2 separate regions of the Muntiacus reevesi genome follow, and region 1 is linked to region 2. Evidence: chromatin contacts called from public Hi-C data. All regions are on one chromosome and are shown on one strand. The core of a region is the stretch at or near the end of the contact, and the rest is flanking DNA. Distances in the headings are between cores, read along the strand shown.

Region 1 (6,940 bases), core at 4,363-6,862, 730 kb before region 2:
GGGACCCGAGGCGGCGGCGGCGGCCTGGAGACCGTAGACGCGCGGCGGCGGCGGCCAGACAACACCCGGAAGTGCGCGACGCAGCACTTCCGCCGGCGGCTCGCGCTCGCGCGGGGGCGACGGGGGCGCGGGGGACGCGGGGGGCGCGCCGGGCTGGGCACCGTGGCTCCAAGCCCCTTCCTCCTCAGCTGCGCTGCTGTGGGATCAGCGCTCTCCGAGGCTTTCCGCCCCTGTCCCGGTTCGGGGGCGGTGGAAACACCAGCTTTGTCCCGAAGCCCCCAAAGGGCATCCCGCAACCTCTCACATCCTTTGAGGAGAAGGAACGCGACTGGAAGCCGTCCCCTTGGGACACGTGGTGTGATGCCTTCGGGGGCATCCTTTAGCTTTCTTCAGAGCGCACCCACTTCTCTCTCCGCTCCATCTGGTAATAAAAGAGCTGTAAAGCCAGTTGGGTGACTTGCACTTGGCTTCTTACTTTCTGACACAGAACCGGGGTTCTGGTGAGACCCACCTCCCGAAGTAGGAGCGGCGGAACCCAGTAACAGGTGGGATTTAATACAAATACAAACGGGATTTAATACAAATTCGAGCTCTTGGGAGTCTGTGAGAGTCGGTTTTGACTAGGGCTAGGAAAAAAGGAGAAAGCAGAGGTACAAATACATTTAGTTAAGTCGTCCTGCAAATCGATTGAACATTTACCATGTATGAAGTGATCAAAAACTAGATACAGTTTCTGTCCTCAAGGAACTTGCAGTTTAGTGAGAAACACGAAAAGGTGTAAAATAACAAGGACAATTGCTAGGAAAGTGGATAACTAGTCCAATGAAAGTATGGTTTAGATCCATCAGATAGCTATTTCCCTGAGGGACAACAGCAGGATGGACACGTGCATAAGTAGGAGAGAAAAGGGAAAAGCCATCCTGGGGAGAAGATAGTGTTTGCAGGGTTGCAGGAAGGGAAAGAGCACATTTAGGAATCCTTTTGGGGCACAAGCCCTGGTGACTGAGTAAAGTGCATCTTCCCTAATTTGCTTTTGTGAATACAAAAGGGTTGGGCATTGCAGACATTTGTTCTCCATGACATTAGTGGGCAAATGGGATTATTCTTCAGATTAGAGGGGTCTATATTCTTTTGCATCCGTGGTCATGAGGAAATCCTAAGTGAATATGCTGTGATTTTTTTCCATGAGATCCAGTGTTTCAAGCTTAAAAAAAAAAGCACTACCCTAAGGACTATTTTTTTGGACTACAGATGTTGTTTAGAGTCAGTTGAGACCTTAAAAACAGTATTTCCAAGTGTTGTATTTCAAAGACCACTTAAAACAGAATTCTTTGGGCTGCTTCTTAAAAATGCACATTCCTAAGTTCCACTCCAGACATTCTGGCTCAGAACTTTTGTGGACAGAGCCCAGAAATCTGAAATTTTAACCAGCATCCCAAAGGATTCCTATGCAAAGTAAAGCTTGAAAATAATTGTCTGAAGAAGGTGGAATGTCAGGAGTTTTCTTGTCATCAGTTTTCCAAGTGAATCCTAAGCATTAATGGGGCTTCCCTGGTGGCTCAGATGGTAAAGAATCTGCCTGCAACGCCCAGGCCTGTGTTCGATCCCTGGGTGGGAAGATCCCCTGGAGGAGGGAACAGCTACCCTCTCCAGTATTCTTGCCTAGAGAATTACATGGACAGAGGAGCCTGGCATGCTACAGTCCATGGGGTCACAAAGAGTTGGACACAACTGAGTGACTTTCACACTTCATTTCACTTCAGGCATTAATATTACATCCTTTAAATGTCCTTTAAATATTCTTACATAAATTTATAGTTTCAAAAACTTTTCATTCAGATAGTTTCCTATCTTCCAAAATCAACTTGCAAAGATGGGGATGAGAGGAAGAGAGCTATTTTTTATCGAGCAGCTGCTATAAACAGTTATCTGTTGCTTTAAACACTGATCTAATTTAATCCTCTCCACACTTTTGTAAGCTTGGAATTCTTAACTCTTACAGATCAAGTCAGAGACATCTCAGAGAAGTTTTAAAAAATATTTTGTTGTAGAAAAAATTTAATATATAAAAAAGTAATAAAATAATAAGTAATCAGAAGTGTCTAATGAACTCCCATGTACCATCAGCTACCTTCAACAATTAACACACAATGTTGTTTTATCTATATTCACATTCACTTTCCTTTACCTCCCATAGTATTTTTCCCAACGTTATTTTGGTTATTTTGAAGAAAATTCCAGATATGATTTTAATAGCTCAGTATGTTTTGAAAATGATTCTTAACAAAACCACAGAACATTTATCACACCTAAACAATAATTCTTTAATATTGTTATATATCTAGTCAGTGCTTACATTTCCACTTAGGAGCATAAGTGTCTCTTATAGTTTATTTGAATCAAGGTCCAAATTGATTTCATATATTGCTATGAATCAGAGATGTTTTTAAAAACTGCCTTTTATCATATAGCTCTCAGCTTGAATGATAACTCTTCAGAACCTTTCCTGGACAACCTCTTTATTTTAGCATTTTACATCATATTACCTTGTTTTCTTCTTGAAGGCACTTATTATTTATCTGAACTATATTATTTGTTGGCTGTCTCTCCCACTAGAATGTAAATTAGTACAGTCCTTTATGTTTTGTTTACTACTGTCTAGAAGTGTATGTGGCCAATGATGGAACCTCAAATAACAGAAATTCTTTTAAGGTAATTAGTGGCCTCTACATTGCAAAATCCAAAGGTCACCTTTTGATCCAACCTTTCAACAACAGTGGACACTGGTGGCCATTCTTTCTCTCAACTACCACACCACTACTCTCCTGTTTGTTTCTCGTACCTCACTAGAGATTGCTTTTCAGACTCTTTCCAGGATCTTATGCTAGAAGTTCAAATGTTCGTATTCTCTTAATTTGGTCCTGGGCCTGTGTCTTTGTTGGGCTTCCCTGGTGGCTCATAGTGTAAGTAATCTGCCTGCAATGTAGGGGACCCCGGTTCAATCCCTGGGCTGGGAAGATTCCCCTGGACAAGGGAATGGCACTGCACTGCAGTATTCTTGCCTGGACAGTTCCATGGATAGAGGAGCCTGGCAGATTACAGTCCATGGGATCACAAAGAGCTGTGTGAGAGACTAACACACTTTTGCTCTGTCTTTGCTATATCGAAATTCTCTCCCTATGAATTGTATCTCTTCCTATGACATTAAATACTGTTTTCATTTTGATAATATAAATACAAAGTTCACCTTAGCTTGGAAATTTAGACTTGTCTGTCTAAGTGTCTATTTAACACGTCTATCTGGGTTCCTAACAGTCACCTCAAACCTACCATGTGCAGAGACACATGATTCTAAGGGCATGAGCTTGCTGTGTCCCCCTTTTCTGACAAAGCAATAAAGCTGTCCTTTTCTACTTTACCCCCATCCCCCCCCCCGCCCCAAAGCCTACTATGCGGAGACTAGAATTCTCTATTATCTTTATTCCAGTCCTGCTTGGTCCTACGCCTTGCTACCATTGTTATGCCTCCTCTTGTTCCTTTCTTTCCCAAACCTACTTTCCTTCAGTTGCACTGCCTTTGTTTGCCTCTCCCAACCTCCAGGTTTTGTTTTATTCACTGTATATCCCCAGTGCCTAGAACGCTGCCTTGCAGGTACTGTTAGATACTAGTAGATGCACTAGTAGGTGCTAAATATAGAAAGGCACTCATCAAATTAGTGAAGGATGTGCCTCAAAACACAAAGCTAGGGCTTTTGTTTCTGCCTTTCCCCATATGGTGAAGGCTGTTGCTTGATATTTGCATTTTCTCATCATTCGCGTCTCAAAGCTTCAAAATCACCTCCTCAGCAAGGCTCTCCCTGAAGTTGCCTCCTAGGTCTCTAATGCTGTTGTTAAGTGTCGGACTCTTTTGTGACCCAATGGACTGTAGCCTGCCACGCTCCTCTGTCCATGGAATTTCCCAGGCAAGAATACTGGAGTGGGTTGCCATGTCCTTCTCCAGGGGATCTTCCTGACCTAGGGATTGAACCTGGGTCTCCTGTATTGGCAGGCAGATTCTTTACTGTTGAGCCACCAGGGAAGCCCCAATCTCTATTGCATTACTGTTTTATTTTCATCAATGCACTATCACTGTTATCTTTGTTTATTAATTTATTATTTGTTTGTCCTATTTCTTATCAGTGTAAACTCTATGAGAACAGGGACCTTGTCTGTGTCCTCTAAGCCTAAAACAGCACCAGATACATATTAGGCACTCAACCTGTATTTGTTGAATGAATGAATGAATGGAGAGAAACCCAGGCCTCTCAAACCTCAAAGACAATGCCTATGCACATAACTGTTTTCTCTGGCTGGTTCTTTATGTAGGTGGTAGTTTCTCCTCCAGATATCTTGTAAATTGCCACTGCCTCCACGTAGAAGGAAATATGTAAAATTTCTGAGCTTCGGAAACCAGACTATATTTCCAGGCCACCTCTGTCTCAAATCCCTTCTGTATTTAGCAAACAGTAATGGTGTCGCTGACTCGATGGCATCACCGACTCGATGGGCATGAGTTTGAGTAAACTCCGGGAGTTGTTGATGGACAGGGAGGCCTGGCGTGCTGCGATTCATGGGGTCGCAAAGAGTCGGACACGACTTAGCGACTGAACTGAACTGAACTGAATGGTGTCGCACTCACTGTAAAAGACCCTGATTCTGGGAAAGATTGAAGGCAGGAGGAGAAAGGGATGACAGAGGATTGAATGGTTAGATGGCATCACGTTCTTGATAGAGATGAGGTTGAGCAAGTTCAGGGAGTTGGTGATGAACAGATAAGCATGGTGTGCTGAAGTCCATGGGGTCGCAAAGAGTTGGACGCGACTGAGCCACTGAATGATGTCGCAGAGTCAGACTGTGCGACTAACACTTAATGGAACACAAATCTTGCGCCAGGTACCATGCTAGGGACTGAAGATACAAAGTTGAGTAAGACACAGTAACGTCTGTCGGGAAGGTTATTGAGGTTTTATAAATACATAATTGGCTACAGTTAGACTTTGCCTGGGACTTCCCTAGTAGCTTATCTGGTAAAAGAATCCGCCTGCCATGCAGGAGACCCCGGTTCCATTCCCGGATAGGGAAGATCTCCTGGAGAAGGGATAAGCTCACCACTCCAGTATTCTTGGGCTTCCCTGGTGGCTCAGACGGTAAAGAATCCGCCTGTAATGCGGGAGACCTGGGTTTGATCCCTGGGTTGGGAAGATCCCCTGGAGGAGGGCATGGCAACCCACTCCAATATTCTTGCTTGAAGAATCCCCACGGACAGAGAAACCTGGCAGGCTACAGTCAAAACAGACTCGAAGAGAGTCGGACACGACTGAGCGATTAAGCATAGCAGAGCACAAAGACTTTGCCTAATAATGGTTTCATTCTTCAACCACAGCACCTTCGCGCTGAACCCTCAGGTGGCCGGCCCTCAGCCCGGCTCACAGCCTGTGTCCCCGCCCTTGGCTCCGCCCCAACGGCGGCGCCTTGCCCACAGCCTGAGCGGCCGCCCTTGGCTCCGCCCCAATGACGGCGCCCCGCCCACGCCCCGCCCACAACGGTGACCACTCGGGTCCCCACACGCGGCGCAGCGGTAGTGACGTCAGAGTGGCGCACGGAGAGTCTCGCGGCCGCGGCTCTGCGGCAGATCTTCGTCGGCGGCCCGAGCCACCGGCGTCAGTGCGTAGCGGCGCGTGGACACCTGCAGCCCCGGCTCTGGCCCGCGAGTGTCCGGCTGCCGCGCGCCATCTTCGCTCAGCGCCATGGCGGCGGCCGGCGGGCCGGCAGCGACCGGGCGCTGCGCTCTGTCCAGCCTCCTTTTGCTCCTGCTGGTCGTGGGCACAGCGCGGTGCTGGGACGAGCGCGGTGAGTGCCACCCACACTCCCCCCTTCCCGCTGCCTTCAGCCAGCAGAAGACCATCTCCGCTCGCCGCCCCTTGAGCCCTTCTGCCGTAGTTTCTCGTTTTCGTCATCCTGCCTGTCGCGCGTGCGCTTCCCCGACGTCCTCCGGGACGGGTGGACTGTGGGGAGTGGGCGGGGCGGGTTGATCCTGGCGTGGTTACTATTTTCTTCTCCCCTCCCTGGACTCCCGGAATTGGCCCACTTTCTTCTTTCTCGGGCGATAGCCCCTGTCCCCTGAGTCTGGGTGGCAAGCTCGACCCTCGCTTGCGCGTCCTGCTTTGTTGTCAAGACTGTCTGACGTCATCGTCGCTGGCATTTGTCTTGGCTGCCTGTTGCTATACCTGGCGGTTGCCACAGCACCCGCAGTGTCTGAGTCACATTTAGCGGACAGGCTGGAGACATTGGAGGTAGATTGTTGTTGTTGTTGTTGTTTAGTCGCTCAGTCGTGTCTGACTGTTTGTGACCCCATGGACTGCAGCACGCCAGGCTTCTCTTTTCTTCTATCTACCGGAGTTTGCTCAAGCTCGTGTCTATTGAGTCGATGTTGCATCCGACCATATTATCCTCTGTTGCCCCTTCTCCTTCTGCCTTCAGTCTTTACCAGCATCAGGGTCTTTTTCAATGAGTCGACTCTTTGCATCAGGTGGCCAGAGTGTTGGAGCCTCAGCTTCAGCGTCAGTCCTTCCAGTGAATAATCAGGGTTGATTTCTTTTAGGATGGATTGGTTTGATCTCCTGGCTGTCCAGGGGGCTTTCAAGGTTAGCAGAGAAATAGACTGTGCTATTTATGTGAGCACAACTCAATGCTGCTGCTTCTGACTATTACAGTGAAGTCCATTGCGTTACATCAGCTTTTCTCATTGAATTAAAAAAAATACATATATTTTGGTGATGGTACATAATAAGTGATTTTTAAGAAAATTATTTTATATCACTGTGTTATTAGAATTTTCTAACGACGTTTTATGAGAACGGTAATATTCCATATAATTAATAATGTATGTGTGTATATATACA
Region 2 (7,415 bases), core at 4,702-7,201:
ATCTTAAGCAAAGTATGAGATGTTGAGACAAGACTAAGTAAAAGATAATTCAGTTTGTAGTGAACAATTTTAAGTCTGAGAAGATATTTCTGAAACTAGCTCCTTTTCTTCTGTTATCACATCAGACCTTTCCTAAACCCTGAGGCAAAAACATTTGCTTAAAAGTATAATCAAGGACTTTGCCAGATAATGTATAGAAAGATTCCCATTTCAGAACTGAAGTGTTCTGACTCATTTTTTTTTACCTACTGATGGGCAACAACAGTCTAGAGGACAGTGTTTTGTTTTCTTCTTTTTTAAACAGAATTGACATTTGTACAGTGAAGGAGATAGAGGTAGGGGGACAAGCATGGACATGATGAAAAAAATTAAGAGAAACAGAAATGAGTCAGGCAATCTCTATACGGTTAATGTGTGTTGAGGTAGGTATCTCTCAAATCAAAAGAAAGCACAAAATTCCCATACATATTTTGCTGGTTTTGATATTGAAGTACCCCATATCACAAGTCCCAGTCAAGTCATATGTTAACTAATGCTCACCATTAAAGTAACCAGGAAGCCTACTTCAAAATTTCTTCAGTTTAAAGTAAATATCACGAAATTTCAGAAATCAGTGCTTCATTAAACTCTTTTTTCGTTGTTGTTTTTTCACAAAGACCTTATCCGAACTTTTCTTTAAAAAGAAAACTCATCAGAATATACTTGTCCTTTAACAAAAATATGTCATTACTAGGAATTGAATTCAGGAGATACATCACTCTAAATTGATCCCATTTCAACAGCTTAAAGCTCAACATTCAGAAAACTAGATCATGGCATCCAGTCCCATCACTTCATGGCAAATAGATGGGGAAACAGTGGAAACAGTGGCTGACTTTATTTTTCTGGGCTCCAAAATCACTGCAGATGGTGACTGCAGCCATGAAATTAAAAGACACTTACTCCTTGGAAGGAAAGTTATGGCCAACCCAGATAGCATATTAAAAAGCAGAGACATTACTTTGCCAACAAAGGTCCATCTAGTCAAGGCAATAGTTTTTCCAGTGGTCATGTATGGATGTGAGAGTTGGACTGTGAAGAAAGCTGAAAAATTGATGCTTTTGAACTGTGGTGTTGGAGAAGACTCTTGAGAGAGTCCCTTGGACTGCAAGGAGATCCAACCAGTCCATCCTGAAGGAGATCAGTCCTGGGTGTTCATTGGAGGGACTGATGCTGAAGCTGAAACTCCAATACTTTGGCCACCTCATGCGAACAGCTGACTCACTGGAAAAGAACCTGATGCTGGGAGGGATTGAGGGCAGGAGGAGAAGGGGACGACAGAGGATGAGATGGTTGGATGGCATCACCGACTCGATGGACATGAGTTTGAGTGAACTCCGGGAGTTGGTGATGGACAGGGAGGCCTGGCGTGGTGTGGTTCATGGGGTCGCAAAGAGTTGGACACGACTGAGCGACTGAACTGAACTGAACAACAGCTTTGATGGCCCTTTGAACAACGAAGGTCAGCATCTTATCTGTAAAAGTCTTATATAAACTCTGCTGCTGCTGCTGCTAAGTCGCTTCAGTTGTGTCTGACTCTGTGTGACCCCACAGACGGCAGCCCACCAGGCTCCCCTGTCCCTGGGATTCTCCAGGCAAGAATACTGGAGTGGGCTACCATTTCCTCCTCCAATTATATAAACTCTACTCAACAATAAAAGACTGGATCATTTTGATATAGTCATTTTAAGAAGGTATCAGAAGCTGTACTGTAAGAATCTATACCAATAGTGGAAACTAAAGATTATGTTTCTAGTTATGGACATTATTAATACTGTCTGTGAGACACATTTAACAATTATCACAGTCCAAAGTGGGATAGAAAGAATTAACTCTGCTGCTGGAAAGAATTATGGTTTAAAAAAAGGCATAAGGATTTAAATATGAATATGACTTCACATCACTTCAAAGAGCCTTAAAAATGATTTCATTTCATTCCATAGAACTGTACTTATTTTTAAGCGGAAATAAAGGCATTAATTAACATTCTTCCTTCCATCTTTGCTTGGCTAGCTTGGACTCATCCTTTAAATCCTCACTTTAAAACATCTCTTTATCTAGAAAGACTTCTTTAAATGATCTAAAATCAGGACAAACATCCTTACTGCCTGCTCCAAAAGAGACTAGTTTACTTTTCCTATCACTCTAGAACACTCTGTGGGGTTTTTGTTATTGTTGCTTTTAGTTCTCCACTAGACTGTAAGCTCCATAAGGGTAAGGACAACTGACCACTTCAAAACTCTGTCAATATTTAACACCAACCTACATAAGCTATCAGCTCACTTGGTAAAGAATTCGCCTACAAAGCAGAAGATCCTGGTTTGATTTCTGTGTCAGGAAGATCAGCTGGAGAAGGGTTAGGCTACCCACTTCAGCATTCTTGGGCTTCCCTTGTGGTTTAGCTGGTAAAGAATCTACCTGCAATGTGGGAGACCTGGGTTCAACCCCTGGGTTGGGAAAATCCCCTGGAGAAGCGGAAGGCTACCCACTTCAGTATTCTGGCCTGGAGGATTCCATGGGGTTCTGTAAAGTCCACAGGGTCCCAAAGAGCTGGACACGACTGAGTGACTTTCACATCTTAAGTAATAAAAGATTTGTGGAACACTGGAACTACAATTTTTAAATCTTTCCATCCAAGGCATGGCACCAATTTCCTATCTTTAAAACAGCTCTTCCATGACATTCAGTGACTAGCATTCCAATCAAGTAATAGTCAACTGAAATCACTTTTAATTACCCAGCCTACACATGAAGAAGACTAAATTAAAGAAAGCTTTAATGCTATGAACACAAACATGAAACACAGTAAACGGACTAGAGTGTTATGTTTTTATACCATGGAGAGTTTCACTGTTTTTGTTCCCTTTTCCACATGGAATTAAAAGAGATTATTTTTTTTCCCCTAAATAAGCCAGTTCAAGATTAGGGTCTCATAACTACAACATAATTACAGGACTGTTTCACTGTCTGTCTTCTAGCTTAGCTGGGTACACATAGAACTCTAAAACAGAATAAAAAGTTAACTACTGTGGCAAACAGAAGATGTGACTCGGGAGATAAGCACTATTTTATGTGTGACTAATCCTAAATATTACAAAAATTAATGTAACTATCATCTCCAAGTGATTACTTACAATGCAGTATGATGAAAAATGACAAGATTTGTGAAACAACGTGTTATAATAGTCAAATCTGGAAAAAAGTCTACAAAGGCAGTCTTCCTTCATTTATTATAGATCTTTCATCCTGCCTAAAAAAAAGAAATGATTTCATCTAAAATAAGCAACACTTGGAGCATCTGCATACTTAAATGGGAGCCTGATTTTGATTCAATTCACTACATTCCTAATAGTTGTTGTTGTTGAGTTGCTAAGCCATGTCTGACTCTTTGTGACCATACAGACTGCAGCATGCCAGGCTTCCCTGTCCTTCACTATTTCCCAGGGTCTGCTCAAACTCAAGTCTATTGTGTCGATGATGCCATCCAACCCTCTCACCCTCTGTCACCCCATTCTCCTCCTGCCCTCAATCTTTCCTAATAGTAGTGTCCACATTTCCAGTGATCTGATAATGATTTCCTGTACGTATTTCTCACATTGCTGACCTTGACTCATTAACGGGATCATAAACAGCATTTGCAAGAAAGGAAATAGATTAGGATATAAAATATCAGAGTACAACACACGTAGCAAGGCAAAGAACTGTTTCCTGAAACTTTTGATTCACTTTGCATGTGACAACATAAAATTTATTGCTAAGTACGGGCTGCAAAAAAAAAAAAAAGTGTGAACATTACTCTTGGAGTGTATATGCCCCCAATTACTACTTCTCCCCAAACACTGCAAAGTGAAAACTCCATAAAAATTACTCACAAAAATGAAAAGTGATCTTAAACCAAGTATAATTGTTTAACCTGGACTTCACACATTCCAAAATCAAACTAAATTTAAATCCAGGTTCCACTACTTCTTATGTGAATTTAGGATTATTTAAGCTGTACATGCTTCACTTCTGTCATCTGTAAAATGAGGATAAAAATATTTCCCGAGTTCTGGTAGAAATAAACAATACATTAAGTTCTTAACATATGCTTTACATTAACAGAACAAACTCAAAGAGTGGTATATATTAAAATACAGCATGAAACTTAACAGAAGTTATCTTCAGAGTATGATCTTTGATGTTTATGTGCGATGCTTTTTTCATTTCATATATTTCTGTACTATATGAATGTACACATAACATACACATTTCTAATGTAATATTTCTAAGGTTTATAATCTTTATTTTTTTAATGTCAATAGGAAGTATCTAGGCAAGGAGATTATGACCCTTTTTGTTTTAAATTTCTCTGTATTTTATAAAACCATGTTAGCTGTTTTTAAAAGAAAACAATTACTTGCTTAAAAAAAAAGTGTACAGTGGTCTATGTTTTAGGAATAAGTACCTTCGGGGGAGAACTTAAGTCTCAGATACTTCTCACTAAATCCTCACACAATCCCCATATACATTTTTGCCCATGAGGAGATGGAGGCTACTGAGATAAGGAAAATTATGTTACACAACCAACAGACAGCAGTTGCCAGAACTTGAAAGCCTTTTCTTCTGCCATCACATAATGCAACCAAATATTTTTCTACAGCTGTTTCACATAGGCACATTTTGATCTACCAAATCGGACTGTACACTACCTCAAAAGGGGAGAAAGTTTCACTAACTTCATTTAAGTCTCACATTTAAGTCTCTTATATTAATGATAAGGTTACGATAGCTACTTAACACTTGTTGAGTTTTATTAAACTTCTCTTGGGCTAGTTTGTCCTCATGCGACATTACTCCTGTAAAAAGGAAATGAGTAAACGCACGACAAAACTATTCTAACACTGCTTAGATCTAACTTTATTCCGACACACTCGGAACTGAAAAAGTTTAAGTATATCCATGTCCTGAGACGACCACTACGGGAGGTTGGGGATGAGCACGAGGATCACTGTGCAAACTAAAAAGAAGGGACTCACACGTTCCCCTACCACGCCCCCGTCACCCTGACACCACCTAAAGAAAGGAATCTCAAGGCTTCCCGAGAAGTACTGAGGCATCATCACCACGCCCCCATCGTTCCCATCATCATAACTCGTTTTCTTTCCCTACCCGGACCCTCCAGTGCCAAACACCAAAACCCTTAATAAACAATTCAAAAAGTCTCTGACCTGCAGCGAAGTGCAGGGGAGAAGACTTCCGGCCGGCCATGTCCTTAGCATTCACGTTTGCCGCGTCCACCAGCCTCTTTACCCGGGACACGTCCCCATTGCGACAGGCCTCCAACAGTTCCCGCAGGGCCCCGCTCACTGCTGGGACCCCTGGCCCCGGGCCCGCAGCCCCAGGCCCCAGTGGTGCTGTGGTGCTAACTCCGGTCGCCTCGGGGCTCTCCGCCAAGCTCGATCCGGGGGAGGATGGAGAGGAAGAGGAGGAAGAAGTCGGGGAAGAAGAGGACGACGGTGAATTGTTACTGCCGCCGCCGGCTGGGTTAGGAGCGACCCCGACGGCAGATGAGGCAGAAACCGCCGGGACCACGGGAGCGGCGGCGACCGTACAGATTGTGCTCGTGGGACTGCAACAGCTGGCACTGTCAGCCGGGTCCGGGGATCTGGGCCTGTCGGGCGGATCCCGACTGCCATCCCCCTCCGGCAGCGCTAGGCCGTGCCTCGGGGAGGCGAACGGGGCCAGGCTGCCCACCGTAGGGGAGGCCGGGGTGGTCCCAGGGGCCAGGCCCGGGCTGAGTGGGGGGGGAGGTGGAGGCGGCGGCGCCGAAGCCCCTGGGGCGGGCTGGAGCTGTTGTTGATGATGGTGGTGATGATGCTGAGAGCGACGCGACGCCGCCATCTTCGGACTCCCCCAGCTCTGTCACTGCGGCAACGGCCCCACCGCCCGCCCTCACTTCCGACTGCCGGACCAATTAGCGCCCAGCGCACAGGAAATGATGCTGGAGAAGTGGGCGGGGTCAAAGGGTGGGAGGGCAGTATTGGGAGCTCCGAGCCCCTCCGCGGAAGGGGGCGTGGCTTCGTCGCCGAGGGGCGGGATTTGTGACGCCTTCGCGGGCTGGCCGGGGAGATTTGAAAACTGGAACTAGCCTAGGCTTAAGTGAGAAACTTTTCCTGCATTTCTCGCTTTGAACTTGCTTACCTTACCCTGTTCCGTTCTGTTGCCAAGTCTCCTTCAGTCTTCCTTGTCTTGCGGCAGAACCTGCGTGAGATGGAACTCTGTGCAAGGTATGTATCATTTATCAAATGTCAAGTGCCCCTGTCTGAAAAATGAGCTAGTATCTATCTCACAGAATTGTTAGCGGAATTAAATGAGCTAACATTTACAAAATGTTGTCTGCTTCCCTTGTGGTTCAGATGGTAAAGATCTGCCTGCAATGCAGGAGACTCAAGTTTGATTCCTGGGTCGGAAAGATCCCCTGGAGAAGGGAATGACAACCCACTCCAGTATTCTTGCCTGGAGGATCTCGTGGACAGAGGAGCCTGGTGGGCTACAGTCCATGGGGTCGCAAAGAGTCGGACACGACTGAGCGACTAACACACATAATTAGCCCACTGGTAAAAAAAAAAAAAAAAAAATTAATGCAGCCTTCTCCCCCTCTCAGTTAATACCTTGGTCTCTATATCCCCTCTCTATGAGAGTTCTCACTCTATGTGCTTTGTTAAGTACCTCGTTTTACAATAGAAGTTCAGATTGCAAGGATTGAAATTCAGGCTCTGCCATGAACGAGCTATGTAGATTTGGGCAAGCTATTTAACCCCTCTGTGTCTTAGGTTCCCCTCTGCAAAATGGAATTAATAGTTCAATAAATATTAACTACTAAAGTTATGTTTTTTTCTGTTCTGTTACCTCTGTGCTTTCATTTCTCACCTTAAACTCCACTGAAATAATGACAAACATGTTCGTTTCTTTTGAATTCTTTTTAGGGGACCTTCTCTGTTCCTCTCATCCCTCTTCCCTCTCCTTCTCAAACTAAGATAAAAACCGGCTTACTACACCCATCACTCACCATCAGAAGCCATTCTTCAGCAATATCTTTCTCTTTCCTCTGCCTATACCTTCCTTTTTTTATTGTCTACCATCAAAAGAAATGTATCAATGATTTGGATCATCTCATTAAGGTCTCCATTTCCTGCTTCTTATTTAATAGTAAAGTAGGCATTATGGAAATTTAGAAAAATAGCATTATTCCAAGAGAGTAGACATAGATGGAGATTCTGTGTCTTAAGAAATGCCCAAGATTTAGATGGGTCAGGTAGAAATTGCATTTTGCAGAATACTAAACCACATGATAAACTGTCCTTTCACATGTTCATTATTCAGTGTAATTAGTG

Evidence for each region. Hi-C and Micro-C count contacts between places; a contact is called where the count stands out from the background.
Region 1: a contact with region 2 is called in a Hi-C map of muscle, with 11 times the contacts expected there. The contact joins the promoter of SARAF here to the promoter of TNKS in region 2. A contact is called at or near these places in 2 of 3 Hi-C or Micro-C datasets (blood and muscle).

Annotation. Positions count from the first base shown.
Region 1 is chr10:67,382,430-67,389,369 of mMunRee1.1, reverse strand. It overlaps SARAF (store-operated calcium entry associated regulatory factor), which reads left to right and starts at 5,612. Exons shown (of 6, transcript XM_065947106.1): 1 at 5,612-5,888. The coding sequence starts at 5,786. It overlaps LEPROTL1 (leptin receptor overlapping transcript like 1), which reads right to left and starts at 88. Exons shown (of 4, transcript XM_065946804.1): 1 at 1-88.
Region 2 is chr10:66,648,913-66,656,327 of mMunRee1.1, reverse strand. It overlaps TNKS (tankyrase), which reads right to left and starts at 5,951. Exons shown (of 27, transcript XM_065946583.1): 1 at 5,250-5,951. The coding sequence starts at 5,922.